Linked DNA regions of Pan troglodytes: region 2 is linked to region 1. The links are chromatin contacts, called in public HiChIP or PLAC-seq maps. All regions are on one chromosome and are shown on one strand. The core of a region is the stretch at or near the end of the contact, and the rest is flanking DNA. Distances in the headings are between cores, read along the strand shown. Region 1 holds the start of CD47 (CD47 molecule). Region 2 holds the start of HHLA2 (HHLA2 member of B7 family).

The links. HiChIP or PLAC-seq counts read pairs in DNA pulled down with a chosen protein or histone mark.
Region 2: an H3K4me3 HiChIP or PLAC-seq map of stem cell-derived excitatory neurons shows a contact between it and region 1, with 2.3 times the contacts expected there. The contact joins the promoter of HHLA2 here to the promoter of CD47 in region 1. A contact is called at or near these places in 1 of 7 Hi-C or Micro-C datasets (stem cell-derived neural progenitor cells) and 1 of 1 datasets of contacts at active chromatin or transcription factors (stem cell-derived excitatory neurons).

Annotation. Positions count from the first base shown.
Region 1 is chr2:111,428,906-111,433,752 of NHGRI_mPanTro3-v2.0_pri, reverse strand. It overlaps CD47 (CD47 molecule), which reads left to right and starts at 2,736. Exons shown (of 9, transcript XM_063806944.1): 1 at 2,736-3,090. The coding sequence starts at 2,751.
Region 2 is chr2:111,559,365-111,564,211 of NHGRI_mPanTro3-v2.0_pri, reverse strand. HHLA2 (HHLA2 member of B7 family) reads right to left here and starts at 2,469. Exons shown (of 12, transcript XR_010155674.1): 1 at 2,266-2,469. It overlaps IFT57 (intraflagellar transport 57), which reads left to right and starts at 2,408. Exons shown (of 11, transcript XM_526260.6): 1 at 2,408-2,841. The coding sequence starts at 2,630.

The sequences.
Region 1 (4,847 bases), core at 1,487-3,986:
CTTTGGGAGGCCAAGGCGGGTGGATCATGAGGTCAGGAGATCGAGACCATCCTGGCTAACACGGTGAAACCCCATCTCTACTAAAAATACAAAAAATTAGCCGTGCGTAGTGGTGGGCACCTGTAGTCCCAGCTACTCGGGAGGCTGAGGCAGGAGAATGGCATGACCTGGGAGGCGGAGCTTGCAGTGAGCCGAGATCATGCCACTGCACTCCAGCCTGGCCGACAGAGCGAGACTCCGCCTCAAAACAAACAAACAAACAAAAAATAAAAAAAAAAAACATGTTTACACAACACCCTTTTATGCTAGGTGCTTTGTCAGACACTGATGGAAGATATAGTTCCTGACCCTGAGAGGTTTATTTACTCATTCAGTCATTCATTTATTCACTCATTCTATTTATTCTTTTAACAACCATTTGTTGAGTACATACTATGTGTCAGGCAAAGGGGCTAGCAGTAAAGAAGACTCATATGGTCCCTCCCTTCATTGAGCTTACAGTATAGGAAACAGTTATTACTGAACATGAAGACAGCTATATAAACATAATTTCAATAAAAGATGGTAACTGATATGCACCAAAGTAAGACTAAAACACAGAGAAGTGCACTTAACTTATACTGCCATTATCATGGGCCTTGATTTACTGTGGGATCCTTTGCTGTTATGTTCCCTTACGTTGACAGATGCATCTGGCCCTACACAAAGCACAGACTATGAGTAGGTAGGCACATACAGTTCTAAGCCAACCCCTTGGGGTACCAGGAGACAGCACTGTCTCATGTCGTTGCATGACACACCACCATGGGGCAAAACATTTGCTGAATGAAGTTACAATAAGGATACAATTGTATCTACATAAACATTTAAAGATACTATCATATCAATACCTACTATGTGGCAGGATCTTGATGTTGTGTGGGGAGGAAGATAAAAGTAAATGTATTGTTGAGACAGAAATGAGGGCAAGGGAAATTTTTTATGCACTGAGAGAGGAAGTTTGTGAATTTTTTCGCTGGCCATGGAGTCAGGGAGACTTCAGTCCAACCACAGTCCCTCCCTGAGCTTGTGACCAAGCCTCACTTTCCTTATCTATAAAGGTGACAAGAGTGATTTTTTAAAGTTTATTTATCTGTAAAGGGGAAACTGTAGCAACTTTGATATTATAGGGTAAAAAGAAAAAAGGATGAAAACCAGAATAAGGGAGAGAGACAAGAGAGAGAGCAGTGTCACTTATAACTGTGGGCAAAGTGCTCACCATTCCTCTTTCCCTTTGTTTCCCCATCTCAAAAAGGGAGATCATAACATTTATCCTTTCTGAGGTTGTTATGAAGATTAACTTAGGTGATATAGCTAATGTGTACTTCCTGTGTTCAAAAGATTCTAATATGTATTATCCCCTCCCTCTCTACCCAAGAAACTCCTTACATACAGATAAGATGAGCTCAACATCCAAATTAAAATGCTTTGAAAAGTTAAAAGGCAAACCTTTAAAATGATTAAATACTGAAAAGAGCTTAAGGTTATCTCAGAGAGAGGATAATCAAACCTAGGCAGGCTGCTTTGGACTGTCTCTCCTGGGATACGCCTGCTTTTGTCCCACCACCAAAACATACCCCAGCTAGATTCCCAAGAGCAGCAGTGGTCACCCAGGTGGCCTCTCATTCCATTTTCTGCACAAAAAGACATTAAGCATATAGCTAAGTAGCTCCCAGTGTAAAACAGAACATCACCCGATCTCCACCTCTGAAGGTTGGGGACAGTCCTTTCTAGTCACTCTTCAGCTTTAGGGGGGTTGGTCGGTATCAGGGACAGCTGACAGCCTTATTTAGCCAACCAGCTGCTCTGTGATACACAATGTCCCTAATGCTCAAAGTCTGGTGGATGATTCTTTTGTATCCACATAAGCAGCAGTTGGAGGAGAATCGATGAGTCCCTTTGGTTGCCTCGGGGTGTCAAGGCTGCCATTCAAATCATTACCACCATAATTATTAACCATTGTTTTAGTGAGATGTCTGCCAGGCAATTGTTTTTATTTTTCAATCATTAAAAAAGCAATCAAATTTCACTAGAGCAATGCCTGCCTCACGCCGCATCAACACATTTATTAAACCCCTTCTGTTTGCCGAGCTCAATGGAAAGTCTTGGAGGAGGGAATACTTAAAATGCTCTCGGATTTAACAAAAAAGCAATTACAGGAAGAAGCTCGATAGTATACAATACACTGGTACAGAGTGTCATAGACAGTGCCACTTTCATATGCTGGATTTTATTTCTATGGCAATGGGATGCTTGGGAGGAGCCGCACTGTGTAGAGGATTTGGAGAAGTGGGGTATTGTGGTGGGAAATTGCTTTCTTTCCCAGCAGGTAGGAGGAAAACAATCAAGGAGGTGGACAGGATGTGCACTCCATTACAGCAGCCACCAGAGCCTGACTTTCTGATAAGAGAGTACATCAGTTAGGATAACGGTTAAAAGTATCTTTAAAAGACTTTTGCTTCAGGATGAATGATGTGGCCTGTGTGATTCAGCGATAAATTCAAAAGCCTTGTCCCTATTGTGGCTTGCGGCCACATTTCGAACCCATTTTTCAAGCATGTTAAACCCAAGCGCAGCGCAGAGGGCTGCACGTGGGGCAGTCACAAACCAAGCTCAATAATCTTGCTGGTGGGGATGTTTTGGACACGCTGCTAATGCCTGTTTGCGACAATGCTCGCTAGTCCCGGTGGTGGCGGTGTTCACAGGTAACAATGTTTACCACCGTGAATGGAACTTGTTTGATTAACCCTGATCAGAGGATGAAACCACTAAAGAACCAAGTGAGAAAGAGGGAAGAGAACCGCATAGGGAAGAGCAGAGCGAGCAGACGAGCCGAACGCAGAGCCCGCGAGGGGCGAGTGGAAGCTCCCTGCGGGCAGGTACCCGGCCTCCGCCCCGCCCTGGGCGTGGCGGCCTCGGGCTCAGGGACCGCTGGAAGCTGCGAGACGCCCCCACGCGGGGTGCGCTTCGGCGCTAGACGGCCGCGTCCGGGGGAAACGGGCGCTGGTGAAAGCCTAGGTGTCCTGCTCCACGCGCGCAGCCGGACGTCGGGTACAGGGAGAGACGCGGGCTGGGGCGGGGCGGGGCGGGGCGGGGCGGGACCCGGCCCCTGAAGCGCGAGGGTGGGAGTGAAAGCAAAGAGGAGAAAAGTAGAGAGAGAGGGCAGTGGGGCCCAGCGCCGCGCGAAAGGCAGGAACCGACCCGCGGACAGGAACGGGTGCAACGAGGTCCCCGGCGAGCATGGGAACACAGGGTTCAGCCTCCTGCGGCGGGCGAGCACGCGGACCCCAGGGGCGGGCGGGTGAGACAGGACGTGACCTGGAAGCGCGGCGCGTGCCACCGCCCTGGAGCAGGCATCCGGCCTCCGTGGAGCGGGCAGGCGGGCCCCGGGTCTGGAGCCTGCGACTAGGGAGGGCGCCGCGTCAACAGCAGCGGTTGCGGGGCGGGGCCGAGTGCGCGTGCGCGGCTCTCGCGGGCGGGGAGCAGGCGGGGGAGCGGGCGGGAAGCAGTGGGAGCGCGCGTGCGCGCGGCCGTGCAGCCTGGGCAGTGGGTCCTGCCTGTGACGGGCGGCGGCGGCGGTCGGTCCTGCCTGTAACGGCGGCGGCGGCTGCTGCTCCAGACACCTGCGGCGGCGGCGGCGACCCCGCGGCGGGCGCGGAGATGTGGCCCCTGGTAGCGGCGCTGTTGCTGGGCTCGGCGTGCTGCGGTGAGTGGCTCCTCGCTCCCAGCCCTGCGGCTGCTGTCGCTTCGCCCCCGCGGGCGTGTGGGCTGCGCCCCAGCCAGCCCGGCGGCGCCCTGAAGAGGGTGGCCGGGGCGCAGAACACTCGGGCCCTGAGCGCCCGAAGTGCAGACGTGGGAGGGCCCCACGGGGAATCGGGCGCCCCCCTTCTTCCTCCCTTCCTTTCCCTGGTCGTCTTCTTCCCCCTGGGTGAGAGCGGGGCTCATCTCCTCCACCCGGTTCTCCATCTCCAAATGCACACACAGAGGACTCCAAACCGCGCACCTCGCGCAAAAATTAACTAGCAAGAAAGGGCGCGATCAGAGGTGAGGGGCTGCAGCTGCTAGGGATCCCCTTCTTTCGCACCCCTCTCCCTTCTCAGTGCTTAGACGCATTTGGGGTTGAGGGAGGGAGAGTGGGAGGGCCCGGGCCTCTTGCGATGGAAGTGCGCATTTTGGCGAAGTCGGTGAGAAGGGGTTTCTGCCGTTTGCCTCCCACATGAACATAGGAGCGAAGAGGACGTAAAGGACACAATTAAGTTTCATTTTCAACTCAGCATTCAATCAGAAGAATCTTCCGGCCGTGTAATTTTTGCTGTCGTTTTTAATCCTAAAAATAAGCTTGCTGGAAACTCTTTCTTTCTCGTGACCCTCACGCCCCATCAGCCACTTGCATACATTCTAAATTGTACGTTGAAGTTTTTCCCACTTTATTTGGGGGAACCGTTTTAAAAGTAATCTGGTTTTCGCCTGAAATAGGAAGACAGTAACCTCCAGTCAAAACATGTGCAACAGAATGGGATTTGGTGTTTTTCGACGCCAAAGAACCTCCACCCCCCCACCCCCACCCCGAGCTTTTGGAATCCATTTCGCTTTTGTAAAACGTGTGCTTCGTCTGTAAAAACTGAGCAAGGAATAGAAACATTCGTAGCTCTACAGTGAGTGCCTGTCACACTTCACATCCATAGAGCCTTTTGTGAACTTTTATAAGATTCAGAATTCAGCTTGAGCACCAGTGACAGCAATTGTTACATTTATTCTAGAATGCTAAATTAATTCGATTTTAAACTGATTATTAGCCTTGGTGTGCC
Region 2 (4,847 bases), core at 1,220-3,719, 130 kb before region 1:
TTGCAGTGAGCCAATATCGTGCCATTACACTCCAGCCTGGTGACAGGGCAAGACTCCGTCTCAAAAAAAAAAAAAAAAAAAGTTACTTTCAATTACCTCACAGATAGTTTGAAAGAAATAAAAGTCAAAGTCAGAAGGCCAGCTATTAATAGTGGCCAATACAGTAAAACCAGGGATGAAACTGAGATTTTACAGGAAGAATGAACATGGCTCATTCTCTTCAAGCTCTAACTCCTTAGTCAACAAATAAACTAGTCCTGCAAACCAAAACAACAAAAAAAACCTGATACAACTGTATTCCCCAAAGTTTCCAAGTGGCTGAAACAGCTAGAAGAGGATTTGAGTGCATTTTCACACACATGAAGAAAACTATCAAGGAAAAGATCTTTTGATGTGTTACAAACTATTACAGGTAAACAAGGAATCAGCAAAAATAATCCCTGGGCTTTACAAAACAATGAAATTTCAGTGTTCTAAAACTTTTTATTGGGGAAACATGCAGTATTGAACAGTTAGCTTTTTTGTTCTCTTTGTGCCACAATTACTGGAAATACTTTATATTTTCGGGTTTTTTTCTTCTTCACAATTAAGGGGGGAAATTATTCTGTATACTGCTTTCAGGCCAGGCTGTGTCAGTATTTTACCTGGGAAGGAAATGGCTAAGACCCTGGGAGTCGTTTTGTTTCCCCCAAGTTAAAATACATACGTTGCTGGAGGATTTATCAGCTAAAAAGCAACGTTTGACTATTTCATACTGTGTTACGTAACTTCCTGAAAATGTCAGAACATCTTAAGTAGGCAGCAAGCCTGGCAGGAACATCTCCCTCCCTGAGTGTAATAAATTTACTTTCAAAGTCTGAGAGCTTTTTCAGAGTCATGTAAAAAGCCCCAGTTTGCTTGTTAGTTAACTTAGGACCCCAAAACATATCTAAGCTTTCATTTTTCAGTCTTATAAAGCCATACATCTATCTTACACTACTGTGACTGTTATACATACATATAACACCCCCAAGCTGCACATGTGGTGGTGGTTGGGGTATGGACTTATCGGGGAGAATCACTGTTTCAAAAAGGCAAAGACCAGGAAAGATCAATTTGGTAGTGGGGTAACATCAAATCCAATTTTCTCACTCAACTTTATTAAAAGCAGCTGGCTCATGACTTGTGGTAGGCAAGCAATGTTATTTATTTAAAAAGCAATTCTCAGTGGGCTGCCCTTCAGGTTATTCTCTACATAAGTCTGTAATTTTATGTACTTCCTTTCTTTAATGAAAAAATGGTATTTGCCCTTCTGACTTTTCACTTTGATAACCTTATTAGTATCAGAAACAAGTTAGCTGTAGACGGATTAAAATGAAAAGTGTTCTCATTTTTTCTAGTAAAAACAGGATATTGTAGATACATTTCAAATTTCAGTTGTCCAAAAATGTAGCCCTTCTATATTTTGTAGTGGCAGATACAAGAGATCAGAGAGCCCTTAAAAGTCACGTTATAAACATGAACATATGTTCAATCTCTTGTATTAAGTTTTCTTCCCAAAAACTGCCAGGCATCCACCACTTACCTCATTTTTTGCAACTGTTAAGAAAATTGCCTAATACAGAAGCCTTTTGAAAACTGTAAAGCTGGGCCATTTCTGTGGTCAGTTATGTACCTTTTCTTAAATTTTCTAGGTCAATAACTGCAGAATACAGTAGTAACACCCTATCTTTAGCCACCCTTAGAGCTTTAGGGCAGGGAAATTCCTTTTAAGACCATCTCTGTTCTTTTGGATTTAACGAAGTACCGAAACACTTTATACTACATGTAATGGGTTTGAAACAGATTAAGCAGCAGGATGGAAGCTTAGTATTCTTGTTTTTGAAGTAAAACAAATCCTTCCAAATGCCTCCTTTTGTTCATTGTCTTCCTCATCCTTCCAACCACTTTCCTAGCACTGGAGTAACAGCCAGGCAACGTAATACAGTACTTCAAGCTTTACAATATACTGTTAAGTGCAGCATTGCCTAGTGAGAGAAAGATAAAATTAAAGAAAGAACGAGAGAAACCTCTCGTTGGAAAGTTCCTGCAGTAAAAGTGAAACCTATGGTATTGACTATCTTTACAACTATGAAAAACTTTTCAATTCTGAGAAAATAAAGGTATCAGTGAGCCAGTGCAGCCTTCAGTGCTACACGTCTTCACCTCCCTTTAATCTTTTTAACAGCTACTAGCTGACCCAGATGCCCGCTTAATTGCTTTTAGCAACCACCAGGTCCAACACACCTCAAGCCAGCTCAAGACTCACTAGGCAAGCGGAGCAGAAACGTAAGCCGGCTCCCTTCAGACTTTCAGCGAGGGAGAAGACGCAGCCGGGAATGGGGCGCGAACGCCACGCCTCCATGAGGGGCGGGGCTGCTTCCCGACCACCATTTCCGCAGAGGCAGGGCAAGAAGAGGGCCACAGGTGACGTCATTCAGGAAAGCCGCCCTGACTGGAGGGAAGGAGGCGGAGTCTAGTTTCCCTGGTGACGGATTGTCCAGTGGTCGCCTGGTAACCGGTCGTGGCTGTACTGGCGGCAGCAGGGCTGGCGGCTTAGGCCGCAGAGGTCTGTGGGCCTGAGCCCACGCTGGACTCTGTCCGTTCTGCGATGACTGCTGCTCTGGCCGTCATCACGACGTCGGGTTTGGAAGATGGGGTGCCTAGGTCCCGTGGCGAAGGGACCGGGGAAGTGGTCTTGGAGCGGGGGCCCGGCGCGGCCTACCACATGTTCGTGGTGATGGAGGACTTGGTGGAGAAGCTGAAGCTGCTCCGCTACGAGGAGGAGTTCCTCCGGAAGAGCAACCTGAAGGCCCCGTCCAGGTGGGTGCCGGCGTCCCCGAGCGCCCGGGTGCCTGCTAGCCCCCAGGGAGATGCCCTCCTTGGTCCTGCTGGGAACCAGTTTCGTGAGAGCGGGTTAGCAATTCCTTGCCTCCGTCTTCCTAGCCAGGGAAGGGCACTTCACCCCAAACTCCCGGGAGGTCCGTGGAGCTCACGCAGCCCTGACTTGGTATTTTTGTAGAGAGAATAAATAAGTTTTGGAACGGCAGAAAGGATCGGAAGACAGCTTGCCTGTTTTTTTCCATCACACACGCATTACCACAAAACACAAACTATATTTTCTGATTGTAAAGATGAAACAAATACTCATTGTAGAAAACTCAGAAAAACACAAGAAAATGTCTAGAAAAATTATAAGACCGTCCAAAATCTCGTCTCCAGAGAGGAATGCCATTATCACTTAAGGCTTTTTTTCTAGTTTGGGGTTTTTGTTGTTGTTTAAGACCCTGTTCATACAACTGGGGACCGTGGGTACTTAGGACCCTGTTAAGGAGCACTTTAAATGCGGTTAGTAAACTTGTTAATTACTTGCTATGGTTTAAAAGACTTCTGCCTTTGTAATAACCATACTCTCAGAAACTGAAAAGTGGAAAAGACGAATGACAACTATTGAATTGTCCCCCTATCGTAGAACCTAAAGTTTTACCCTTGTTCCGGTGGGGGAAAAGTCCAACATATCCTGAAAGCAATGCCATTACTTGCTGAGGGTAGTGGTCAGCTAGGACCTTCTCCTCAAATCACTGTAGCTTAGCAGTAGCCCGATAAATCAGTTTTATAGCTTTTCTTTCACTTTAATACTTACATTTGTTTATTTTATTCCATAAAAGGCAATCAGTGTTAAGAATCTATAGTACTTAATGTCTGCAGCCAGGCTCAAATAATTTCCCTTGATAGTTTAAATCTCATTCCACTGCTCTCTTCCAATAACTTGAATTGAAAGATATGTAGGCTTGATGTAAACTGTTCATATTAAATTACTCCATGGTCGGAGAAAAGATAAAGGAAAAAGTAGTGTTGCTTGATCCATGTTAGAAAAGGTAGTCCTGGGATTATTACTTAAAGTGAATTGATCAGGATAATATAGACAACCAACATTTCCTATGTTAATAAAAATGCATTTTTTTCCAAGTATATTTTTAAAATGAAAACAAAATGTCCTTAAGGTTCTGTTGATGTCATCTCTTGCACTGTGTCCTCAGGGGTTCAGCAGGATACTTTGAATCATGGATTTGTGTGGGGATATCCTAGTCCAATGGTTCTCAAAGTGTGATCGCCAGACCAACAGCATCAGCATCACCTGGGAACTTACTAGAAATGAAATTCCTCAGGCCCTTTCCCAGGTCTACCTTTTCAGTAATTATAGGAATGGGGCCTAGCAGTCTGTTTCAGTAAGGCTTCCAGATGATTCTGATGGACACTAATGTTTGGGAACCACTGTCCTAGGTTTACAGCATCTATTGGTGTTCATTCCTCTGCCCTAGAAGAGTTATCTGCCGATAAGGAAAAGATGACTTTTTGGTGGGTGGGTGCTTTGAAAGGATAGTGAGCATATACCTGGAAGGACTTCATGGCCTTTTTTCTTCCCAGCTTTCTGTTATCTTCCAGAACATTTACATTTATCCTGCAGGAAAAAGTTTGGGAAACATGAAGGAGTACACGACAGATTTTTATGACAATGGTTATAATAGTTGTAAATACATTGTAAACATAATAATGATAGCTACACATGAACAAGACAAATAAGATCTTTGATTAAACTGACTTGAATGTTGTTGCTAGTGAGTTTTGTTCCTATAATGTTTAGGTATAAATCATACTGATCCTCGTAGAACTGTGTTTAGTAGACTAGGGGATTAAGCAAGAGCCCACAGATGTTTGACTGGTGATGTGACATTCACAGGTTCTTAATCCTGACTGCACCTTATAAACATGTAGAAATCTTTTGAAATATACCCCATACTGGGCCTACTTTCACTGAAGTTCTGATT